Linked DNA regions of Mus musculus: all the other regions are linked to region 2. The links are chromatin contacts, called in public ChIA-PET and HiChIP or PLAC-seq maps. All regions are on one chromosome and are shown on one strand. Each heading gives the region's core, a stretch centred on a gene start, on an enhancer-like site or on the middle of the called end of the contact. The rest is flanking DNA. Distances are from core to core; before and after follow the strand shown. Region 1 overlaps Zmiz1 (zinc finger, MIZ-type containing 1). Region 2 overlaps Zmiz1 (zinc finger, MIZ-type containing 1). Region 3 holds the start of Anxa11 (annexin A11).

Region 1 (3,566 bases), core at 685-3,184, 170 kb before region 2:
ACCACTGCCACCCCCCTGAGACTCCTTGCCCATGTGTCTGGCCTATTTAGCCACCAAATGTTGCTTTGTCCTAAACCACAGTTTGGATTTGTTGCTGCAGTGTCAGGTGACATGACCCCTCCCGGAACCCACAGATCCAGAGATGATTTAGTGGGTGGGATCAGGGGGTAATAGAGGAACCTGTCCATCATACCTTCCTTCTCTTTCCAGATAGGGAACTGAGGCTCAGAGAGGGGAAATAAAACTAGCAAGGTGCTGGGTGCGCCTACCCTAGCGCTCTGGCCTCCCTCTGCCTCCATTCTCCACTCTCTGAGGCTGGCCTTCTCCCTGCTGGACCAAGTGCATGCAGGATGGGGAGACGACAAGCAAAGCAGCAACCTGTGCGCAGTTCTCAAGGTTCTTAAAGCCTTCATTCACTTAGGCTGCTTCCCTGGGACAGTTAGGGAGCGTCTCTCACTAGCCTGAGAACCGGGCTGTGGATTTGTCCAGTCCCCAGTCCTGTTCCCCTCGGAGAGAGTGGTTATCTAGAATCCTTTAGGGTTGTCACCTGTACTGTCACTGCTACAGTACCTACTCTGTCAGCACGCCCATTAGACACTTGAAATTGGGAAGGGGCCTGGGCATCTGGTCCACACTTTGCATTGTGGTCTCGATCTTCCTTTTTGGTCAGTGATCAAGCCTTCATCTTCTCTGCTTTCTGTGCTGAGTTCTAGTCCCCCCACTACCATTTTCTCTCCCTCCCTCCCCTCTTTCCTTCATAGTACTGGGGATCAAACCTGGAGCTTTAGCCACGCTAGGCAAGTACTGTACCACGGAGGTCCCCTCCCGGACTTGATGAGACTTTCTGAGGTTCAGGCCTGGCATTCACTGTACAGCTGAGGATGCCTTGAATTCTCCAACCTCCAGCTGCCATCTTCCAAGTGCTGGGACCATAGGCAGGTCCCACACATATGGGTTATTCAAGGTTGGGGGTCAAATCCAGAGTCATGTGTCTTAAGCTACATGCCAATCCCTACTAATTTCTTATTTGGTGACAAGGTCTCTCTTGGTTGCCCAAGCTGACCTTGAACTGACACTCTGCAGTACAGGTGGGGCCTTTCACTTCCCTTTCACCTGTCTCAGCCTCCCAAGCAGCTGAGCCACCAGGCTCACACAGCACACTGCAGCTTTTGAAGGTGAGAGGTACCTCAAGGCCGGAGCCTTGACATTTTCTCTAGCCTCTTCATTCGGTCTGGTGAACGTCTACTCATCCCTGAGAAGTCAGGTCAAAAGCTGTACCCCTGAGCTTGTCCCCTGATAGTATCAGATGCTGGGAAGGTTCTCCACTGAAGGCTCTCCCTCCTCCCTCCCCTCTGCTCTCTTTCTTAGTTGCTTGCTATCATCCTAGGCTGGGGCTGGGACTGGGTCTCCCTTCACACTCCCTTTCTCCGTCCGTCTGTCCGTCCATCCATCCCTGTCCTCACAGGTTGGCCCAGGGCCTGCACAGAGGAGGTAACAAAAACATTTCAGTGTATTCCTGGAGCAGTAGCTAGTTACTATGGAAACAAGGAAGTGTTGCAACTTCCTGAACTTGAGGTTGGGGTCAGAGAAGGCAGCTCTGTCTTGGTTCCATGAGATGGACCCAGGATGACTGTCCTGGGGTTCTTCCTAACTCCAAGTTGCCTGTGGCAGGCACTTTCCAGTCTCTGAGCCTCAGTTTACCCTTCAGGAACATGTAGGCATGGGGATACTTAGCTTGCTGTCTTAATCTGTCTTCTCATGTGACAGGTGGTCCCTTTGCCCTCTTCAGGCCTGTCTCCCACTTTTGCTCATCTATTTCCCTAAAAAGATATGTCATCAAGTGTCTAGATCCAAGTGTCTGTAGCCTGATTGCCCTTGCCTGCACCTTGAGACTGCAGGGACACAAAGAGGGAAGTCCCCACAGCCAGGGTTGCAGAGAGTAGAGCACGAGGTGGGTGGAGGGGTTGTCAGCAAACCAGGCCAGCTGACTCTGGTCTGAGCCAGCACATGCCCTGGGTCATTTTCCCTCGCCCTGAAAGTGGCCTGAACCAGTATGGGTCAGGGTGGCCCTTAACTTTGCTGGACACTGCCAGTTTTGCCTTCTGGTGTCATGCTATGGGGGGACCCTGCCCTGCCCTGTCCCAAGTAGCCTCAGAGGATGTCCCCTGCCCACAGCAGTAGGTGAGCAGCGTGTTCTCACTGTTTCCTCTCTCTGCCTGATCGCTCAGAGTCTCAAGTCAGCCAAGCTCAAGCTGCAGCCTCCCCCGCAGCCCTGCAGCCCAAGCAGGTGCATTTGAGCTCAGCCTTGTCCACACAAGACAAAGAAACCAGACTGAGAGTCAAGCAGCCCAACCCAGCCCAGGCACCCACTGCTGTGCATAGCTGACCCCAGGCTAAATCGACATCAGACTTTGGCTGCCCCACACCCACTTTGGGCCCTTTATGCCTTTAGAGGTAGACCAGGTTTCCCCCAGGTCTGGGACTAGTAGGGCCTGGAGGAAATGGTTTCACATCTTCTCCAGCTCAAATTACTGATCTATAAAATAGGAAGGGAGTGAGGCTGAGTAGGCTGGGGCAGGCTGCCTGAGTTCTCTGGAGCCCAGTTACACTCAGTGGGCAGGCAGTTGCAGGCTAGAGTCTGGAACCTGGAGACATCTGGGAATTTTTTGGGGGGTGGTGGTGGGAAATATAAGTCCAAGTGCTCTGGTGTATGTAGCTCAATAGTAGAATGCTTATCTAGCAGTCTGAGGTTCAAAGTTCTACTCCAACATGAATGAAGTGGGAAGGGAGGGAGAAAAGGAGAGAAGGGAGGAAGGGAGGAAGAGAGGAAGAGAAGGAGGGAGGGAGGGAGGGAGGGAGGGAGGAGCAATGCTGTTTTGTTTTTGTTTTTGTTTTCTGTCTTAGGGAACCAGCAGTCACTCGAATAGGTCTTCCTTCCCTTCAGTTCCCAGCTGTGTTTCCTACCCCTGGAAACAGCCCTGACCAGAGTCTACTAACTAGTTAGTCACTCACTCCTGCTACCTCACAGCCTCGTGATCTGGACAAGCCCTATGCTCTCCCTGCATTGTGGGACCCTGAGTCCATGCCTGCGTCTGGAATGCTGTTGGAAGCCTGTTCGTGCCTTTTTGTTACCAAGTAGGCAGAATCCTCACACTAGACGCCCCCCTCCCCCCCAACCCCACACAGGTTTCATGTCAGGTCTCCCTTCTGGAAGAGTCTCACTTTGTGGGTGACAGCGGGTCTGTGTTTCTTGTTGAGGCTAGGAGATCACCTCAGATCATTCCTCAGGCGCCATTCATCTTTTCCTGTTAAAGGATCTGCTATTAGTGAGGAGACATTTGTGTGCCTGGTGTGTGCTTATGTGGATGCGTATGCTACGGTGCATGTATGGTGGCCAGAGGGTCTATGAAGTCGGGATTGTGAAGTGCTGGGATTGAACTCAGGCCACGAGGTTTGTACAGCAATACCCTTTACCAGCTGAGCCATCTACTCGGACCCATTGAGGTTGTTTTGGTTTGGCTTTGAGTGGGAGTCTCTCACTGACTTGCCTCTCCAGCACTGGAATG
Region 2 (3,481 bases), core at 826-3,325:
ACCTTCGTGCATGTCCCTGTGGGAGAAATCTCTCATTTCCAGGGGAACTCTGGAGGTCCCCAGCACCTGTTAAACCCCTAATGTAAATTCCTAAACATAGATAGTGGAAGCAAAAAGCAAGTATTTGTAACTGAGAAACTAACTCTGATATCTTCAAAAGGGGCTGTTGTCTTTTTACTAAGGATGGGGTGTATTCTGTACACTGGGAAGTCTGGAGTTTGGTCCCTAGAGGAGCCAGGCATTTAGAGACTCTGGGTCCTCAACTGGAGCTGGAAACCCTACCTGAACCCAGAGGTCTGAGGGCCCCTGGGGACCATGGTCTTTCTGTGGTTCAGAGCACTATCATACCCTCTGCAAGCCATGTAGATGTGGTGGTGCCACAGTTGGGTGAGGCCACAAGTTGGGGCCCAAGTTCTTTCACCTTAGGCTGTGCTGTGCCTCTAACCAGAGCCCTTGACCTCTCTGAGCTCCTGAGGTTCCAAAAAGACATGGTGCTGCCCACCACCATGAGAGAAATGCAGAGAAGATCCAGGCTGCTCCCAAAGCACTTGATAAGAGTAGCTGTGACCCTGTGACGAGTATGAGCTAACTGTAGCTTGTAAAAGTCCTCAGCTTCTGTCTTAGCTTCACCGTTGACCATACCAAGGTCATCTTCCACTTAGCAGAAGCCACAGAAACATCCTATATCCCCCCACCCCCACCGTAACTCCAGGACAGAAGCTGTGTGTTACCTGGAGGATCTAGCCATTGCCTGGGCAGAAGGACACCTTCAGTGTCCCTGAGGTGATCTGGACTTTATCCCAACAACGTCTGTTTCCTCATCCCAGGTTTTTAATGAGTGGTTTAAAAAGCCATTTGTGATTAGCACATTGTCTCTATGCAAATCGGTGTCGCAAAGCTAATTAAGAGTCTAATAAATCTTGTTTATCTATTAATTTGATTACAATCAAAGCCGCTGGAGCCTCTGAGATCAAGGGTGAGCTCCTGCCTCCTCCAGGGCCAGGGATTTGCTACAATCTAAAGCGAGGCCCCGGAATGCTAGGTGGAGGCATGGCATGGCATGGGGCCGTGAGACTGGACACCAGTTTCTGACCCACAGTTTCCTCATCTGTGGGAAGAAGATTAGAACCAAGCCTGGTGCACGGGGATCCCCAGGGACTTGTATGGCCTCCAAACACTAGCCTGATTTCCTCTTGACCGGCTCTTCCTCCCTTCCCAGCCCCTTCAGAGCAAGCAGGGGCTGGGGGTGGGGCAGTGGTAGAGTATTGTTTTGCAAACCCAAGGCCCTGGGTTCGATTGCCAACACTATAGAAAGCGAAACCAAAGGGTACCAAAGATACAGGCTGTATCCCACTCAGGAGAGGTGTGTGCAGGAGGGTCAAAAATCCAAGACCAACCTGGGCTACATAGTGAGGCTGTGTCTCAAAACAAAAGGAAAAACACAAGTTGTATGAGTTGTTATTTTTTGCACAGCTGTACCAGGCTCTGTTGGTAGTAGGCTCTTCTTGCCCCCACCCCAGAAAATTATTTTTAACAAGAGAGCAAAAACGGCCACTGAGGTAGCCCAGTGGACAAAGGCACCTGACAACTACTTTGTTTGATCTCCTGGAACCAACATCATGGAGGGAGAGAACCAACTCCCACAGGTTGTCCTCTGACCTACGCATGTGTGCTGTGGCCTAGTGTTTCTACACACACGCACACACAATTCCCTTTTCCAAGACAGGGTCTTACTGTGTAGCTCTGGCTGACCTGGAACTCATTATGTAAACCAACCTGGCCTCTGGAAATTCACCTGCCTCTGCCTCCTGAGTGCTGGGATTAAACTTAAGCACCATCACACCATTTAATTAATTAGTTAATTAATTAATAAGAAAAGCTCAGAGGAGGAGCCTCAGGTCACTAACAGTGCTGATCACTGAGACTGGCCAGTGCTTACGCCTCTCCCAAAGGCCTGGCATGCATCTCCCAGAGCCCTTCTCCCTGACACCTTTTGCCACTCAGTCCCCTCCCACTCCAGTCCCTTTTCCCTGCTGGCACAGGAGCTTGGTTTGTCCTTGGTTTGCAGAGACAGGGGTGAGAGTCCAGGCAGAGGTGACACATCACAGGCCTGATGCTGTGGTTGCCTGTCAAGTCAGAGCCCTTAGAAGGCGATGAGTCACAGTGTGCTGGTGGATGCCACTTCTGTCGTGAGGCCTGGGTCCGCCCCCCTTGTGCCTGTCACTTGCTTCTCCAGCATGCGTCCAGCAGCCCCCGGGCCCTGTGCACACTAAGTAGATGGCCACCTTTGTTCTGAGACAGGGAACCTACTGGCCAGGCAGTGGAGAGCCCACTTGGGAAATGTTGGCTAGCTTTGTACTCTGTCAGTGGTAGGCAGAACAGGAAAAGGTGGTTTCCTCCCACAAGGCCCAGCCATGGTGCTGAGGGTAGTAGGGGCCTTAGATACAGTAGCCTGGGAGCCAAGATGATGAGAGACAGGGGGCCCCCCTCCCCCCTGGACCTGTCCAGCTGCTTGTTAAAACCTGAATCAAATCTTCACGAGCCTGGAAGGTGGTAGGGAGTTTGTAAAGCAGTTCTGAAGGGTGGGGTGTGGTGGGGGAAAGACAGACTTTTTTGCTTTATTCGGTCACTCGAGATCGGTCACTCGAGAACCTCTGTCCAGCATACCAGAGCTGGGAATCCAGAAGGATAATGGATGGCCAGAGGTCTCCCTTTTCTGTGAAAACACGCTCTGCAGGGTGTCCCAGCCAGGTACTTTATGCCATCTGTGGCTCAGCCCCTCCCTTCTTGCCTGGCCACAGGCCTCACTTTCACAAGCTGCATTTAGTCCTCAGTCAGCCACCTGTGCTCCTGGGCCCTGCTCCTGAGCCATGCCGTTTCTCTCTCCAGTCTAGCCCTGATATCCCCCTCCTTGGACACCAAGAATACTGAGCCTGCTTCACTCTTATCCTCTTGGAGAATGTGCTGCTCAGACCCCAAGGCCTGTGCTCACATTGTGTTCTTGACTGAGCCTCTTGGTACTGATTCTTAGTCCACAGTGGCCGGTGTGTTGAGAGAACAGTATTTATTCATCTGCACTGTGGTTGTTTTTTTTTTTAAGATTTATTTATTATATGTAAATACACTGTAGCTGTCTTCAGACTCCCCAGAAGAGGGCATCAGATCTCATTACAGATGGTTGTGAGCCACCATGTGGTTACTGGGATTTGAACTCAAGACCTTTGGAAGAGCAGTCAGTGCTCTTAACTACTGAGCCATCTCCCGCCTGTGTTTTGTGTTGTTTAGTTTGGGTTTAGAGTTTAGGGTTATTGTTTTGTTTTGTTTTTGAGACGGGGCTTCATACAGCCCAGGCTAGACCCAAACTTTCCATGTAGCCAAGGATAACCTTGAACCTCCGATTCTCCCGTCTTCTCCTCTGAGATAATAGGGTAATTGTAAATATTTCTCTCCGGGCGTGTCTGTGCAGTGATGGAGAGCAAAG
Region 3 (3,415 bases), core at 756-3,255, 200 kb after region 2:
AGTCCAGAAAGGCTTGGGGCTGGTTTGGTGGCAGACTTCACAAGTCCCATGTCCCCACCATGTCCCCCTGTTCTTTCTGCCCTTCTGCCTGCCCCCATGCCTGCCCCCATCCCCTTTTGGTTTTCTTTCTTTTAAAGATTTATTTATTTATTTATTAAGTGTTCCCCCATCCCCTTTTGGTTTTCTTTCTTTTTTTTTTTAAGATTTATTTATCTATTTATTAAATGTTCTGCCTGCCTACAAGTCAGGAGAGGGCACTAGTCCTCATTACAAATGCTTGTGAGCCACCATGTGGTTGCTGGGAATTGAACTCATGACCTCTGGAAGAGCAGACAGTGCTCTTAACCTCTGAGCCATCTCTCCAGCCTGGAGGTTTTCTATGTGATGTTTTGTGTTAGGTTTCAAACCCTGGACCCTCAGAATTCCTCAGTCCTTACCTTACAGCCTGTGGCTGGCATACCCTGCCTTACCTTACAGCCTGTGGCTGGCATACCCTGCCTTACCTTACAGCCTGTGGCTGGCATAACCTGCCTTCTACCCACAACTCTGCAGGCCACGGTACAGGGCTGCTTTTCTCTACATAATATAATGATTTTAGTTACCCCTCCCCCTTTATTTTGTACCTTTAGCTTCTAGCTGCTGTACCTGGTTCTCCTCTCTCACCCATCTCCTTTCCCCTCCCCACTCTCCTCACAAGGCTCTGGGTCATGACCATTCTGGATTCTCCCAGATGTGTCTGCCTTTGACTATGTCTCTTTTTTCTCTACAATAAACCTTCTCCTTCACCATACCTAGGAGTAATCATGTTCCTCTGCTATTTATTTATTTATTTATTTATTTATTTATTTATTCATTCACTCTGAAACCTTAAGCCTGAGTTTCCCGCTGTGAGGCAGTAGCCTGGCAGGCTAGCTCATTCCGATCTGCTGGAGCAAGCAGACCACACCTGCCAACCAGGCTTCTTCCGGCTCTTACAGTCCACTGGGCTCCTAAAATGCAAATGACAAATGGCTTGTTTGCAAATCAAAAGTGGGCCATGAAAGAAGTGTACCCCAGGTGGGAGCTAGATAGTGAAGAATCCGTAAGGGGTGGGGGGAGATCCTGTGCAGTCTTCCGAAGAACCTGGTTGGTCCTGGGGCGTCAGTTGAAAGGACACTCGAATATAAAGTGAGGGGAAAAAAAAATACTGCAATCCTGTTTTATAAACAAATACATTTGCTTAAGCACAGCAAGCAACACAAACGTAGAAGTGTGTTGAACATCTGGAAGGAGGTGCCTAAATGTGAGCTGGGGAGAGTAAGAGACTTAATTTTTATTTTTAAATGTTACACAATCATACTCACTATACTACCTTTTTCTAAATAAACAACCAACGTGGGTCTTCTCCTGTTATTAACATATTAGTATTTTTGCTACAATAGATGTACCAATATTGATGCATTGTTATTAAATCTATATATGGTCCAGATGTCATTGTTTTTTTTAACTTAGTGTCCTTTTCCCAGGATCCCATCCAAGATGTCACATTACTTAGTTTTCATATCTCCATGTGACAGCTTCTCAGACTCCTCTTGTTTTGACAACCTTGAGAGTTTTGGACAGTCCTGAGTTCCTCAATTGGGGCTTGTCTGATATTTCTGCACGATTACTATGGGGTCATGTGTCTCCAGGAGGAAGACACCACACGACAGAAGATCAATATAAATTACCACTGCTGATGTTGGCCCTGGTCACTGGTTGAGGTGGTAATTTTTTCCATTGTGAAGTTTCCTCCTGCCGTACACAGTGACTGTTTTAAGTTTTTTTTCGCTGTCAAACTCCTGAAAATAAACACCCGCGAGAATGTCCTCTCATCCTGAGGTCTAGAGCGGCTTTGCTCCGGAAAGCTCGGGGCTTCCTACAAAGCTACCACTGAAGCGCAACCCTCACCTGTGGGCGTGGTCCCACGCACCCCGCCCCTCCAGAGAGGCTCCGCCCATCTCGTGCGGCTCCGCCCCGGGGCGACAAACGCGGCCGCGCCCGGAGAGTTTTCCGCCTTGCCGGCTCCTCCTTCGACCGTGCGCAGACACTCTCGGGTTAGGATCCAGGAAAGCGGGAGTAGGAAGGAGTTGCTATCCGAGCTCAGTGTCCCGGTCCCTGGTGCCAGGTGCGTGAGGGTCCCGGCGGGCGGCTTCCGCATGAGGGGTATTCGCGCGTGGCGTGGGGTGCAATGTTCCCCCGAGGACAAGGCCCGGAGTTGAACGGGGTCAGGGCAGGTGAGCCTGGGACCGCAGGGTCCCAGGGTGTGCGAACTTGGGGGTGACTGAGGTCTTACCTCAGTGCGCTTCCGGGAGAAGCTTGAGCGGAGCCCAGCGGGCCGAGAAAGCTGTCTTTGGGAACTTTGCTCCGGAACTGCAGGGCGCGGGTTCCTGGACCTGCCACCCTGGGTTTATATAAGGCAGGCTCCTAAGCGGTCCAGAGAATGCACGATTGTGCCAGATGCCGTGTTGCCTGCCTGTCTTCCTTACCGCGTATCCAGCTAGGATCCCTCTGCCCCTGCCCCCGCTTCTCGTTCCAGAGTCTTCAAGAACGCTTGCTTGAGCTTGGCAACCCGGACGTCCCGTGGGCTCAGGCCAGTCTCCTAAAGGCGTACAAGGTGTCAAACAAATCTGGGGGAGAATAGCTAAACTCATGCTGGGCACATTCTCTTTAGAGATTTTTCTCCCCGCCGGCTAATCAGTGGGCGTCCTTGGAGATTGGGTTTCCCAGACCCTACACCTAGAGTGTCAGCCTACCTGTCTGATCCCTTTACAGGATTCAACTAGCTTGCTCCCTGCTTGCTCCGAGGCTGCCTTGCCCCGAGGCTGCCTTATTGCGGAAGAAAGCTACAAATGCGGCCCTGGGTTGGGCTGTTCAACTTTGTTGATGGCGGTGTGTGTCATTGTCGAAAGGATGACTAGACTTGGACCCAGATCCTTGCGGGGAAGGGCCAGGTGTCTTGCTCACCCTCAGCCTGCTCCCATTATTCTCCTTCATTATTTTCTTGCTTCCGTCAGTTGTTGGGAATTCCTGGAGGATTAACAGGGCTGTTCCCCCAAGGCTTTGTCTGTTCTCGGGATTCTCTAGCTGGGGAAGCAAGGTGAGCTCACCCACACAGTCTGTTGCTCTAAGACAGGTGTCCACTTCGGATTCCTCCATCCCTTCCTGATACCTCATTAATTTCTGCACTGTAAAATGAGGGTAATTATAATTCTTATTTCATAGACTCACTGTGAGGATTGTGTGAGTTAATTTGTTGTCTTGTTAATTTGGGGTGGGGGTTGTTGTTGTTTGTTTGTTTGCTTGCTTTTGAAACAAGGTCTACCAATTTAGCATTGGCTGGCCTGGAACTTGCTTTGTAGACCAGTCTGGTCCCAAACTTCAATATCAAGACTCA

Evidence for each region. ChIA-PET counts read pairs in DNA pulled down with a chosen protein or histone mark. HiChIP or PLAC-seq counts read pairs in DNA pulled down with a chosen protein or histone mark.
Region 1: an H3K27ac HiChIP or PLAC-seq map of microglia shows a contact between it and region 2, with 2.8 times the contacts expected there. The contact joins two enhancer-like sites. A contact is called at or near these places in 2 of 484 Hi-C or Micro-C datasets (liver and natural killer cells), 3 of 115 datasets of contacts at active chromatin or transcription factors (bone marrow-derived macrophages, effector CD8 T cells and microglia) and 2 of 9 other capture datasets (adipose tissue and liver).
Region 3: a contact with region 2 is called in an RNA polymerase II ChIA-PET map of effector CD8 T cells, with 9 read pairs. The contact joins the promoter of Anxa11 here to the enhancer-like site in region 2. A contact is called at or near these places in 4 of 115 datasets of contacts at active chromatin or transcription factors (effector CD8 T cells, embryonic stem cells and memory CD8 T cells) and 3 of 9 other capture datasets (adipose tissue, liver and pancreatic islet).

What each region holds. Positions count from the first base shown.
Region 1 is chr14:25,471,182-25,474,747 of GRCm38.p6, forward strand. All of the region lies in intron 1 of Zmiz1 (zinc finger, MIZ-type containing 1), which reads left to right. Among named protein-coding and RNA genes, the nearest start is that of Zmiz1, 14 kb to the left of the region's middle. Within about 2 kb of position 1,935, at least 170 of the 459 cell types and tissues checked have an H3K27ac peak or open chromatin away from gene starts, as enhancers often do. A contact at or near this core is called in bone marrow-derived macrophages and microglia, where this site is marked.
Region 2 is chr14:25,638,461-25,641,941 of GRCm38.p6, forward strand. All of the region lies in intron 7 of Zmiz1 (zinc finger, MIZ-type containing 1), which reads left to right. Among named protein-coding and RNA genes, the nearest start is that of Gm52102, 21 kb to the right of the region's middle. Within about 2 kb of position 2,076, at least 130 of the 459 cell types and tissues checked have an H3K27ac peak or open chromatin away from gene starts, as enhancers often do. A contact at or near this core is called in bone marrow-derived macrophages, effector CD8 T cells, liver and 3 more, where this site is marked.
Region 3 is chr14:25,840,150-25,843,564 of GRCm38.p6, forward strand. It overlaps Anxa11 (annexin A11), which reads left to right and starts at 2,006. Exons shown (of 15, transcript NM_013469.2): 1 at 2,006-2,146.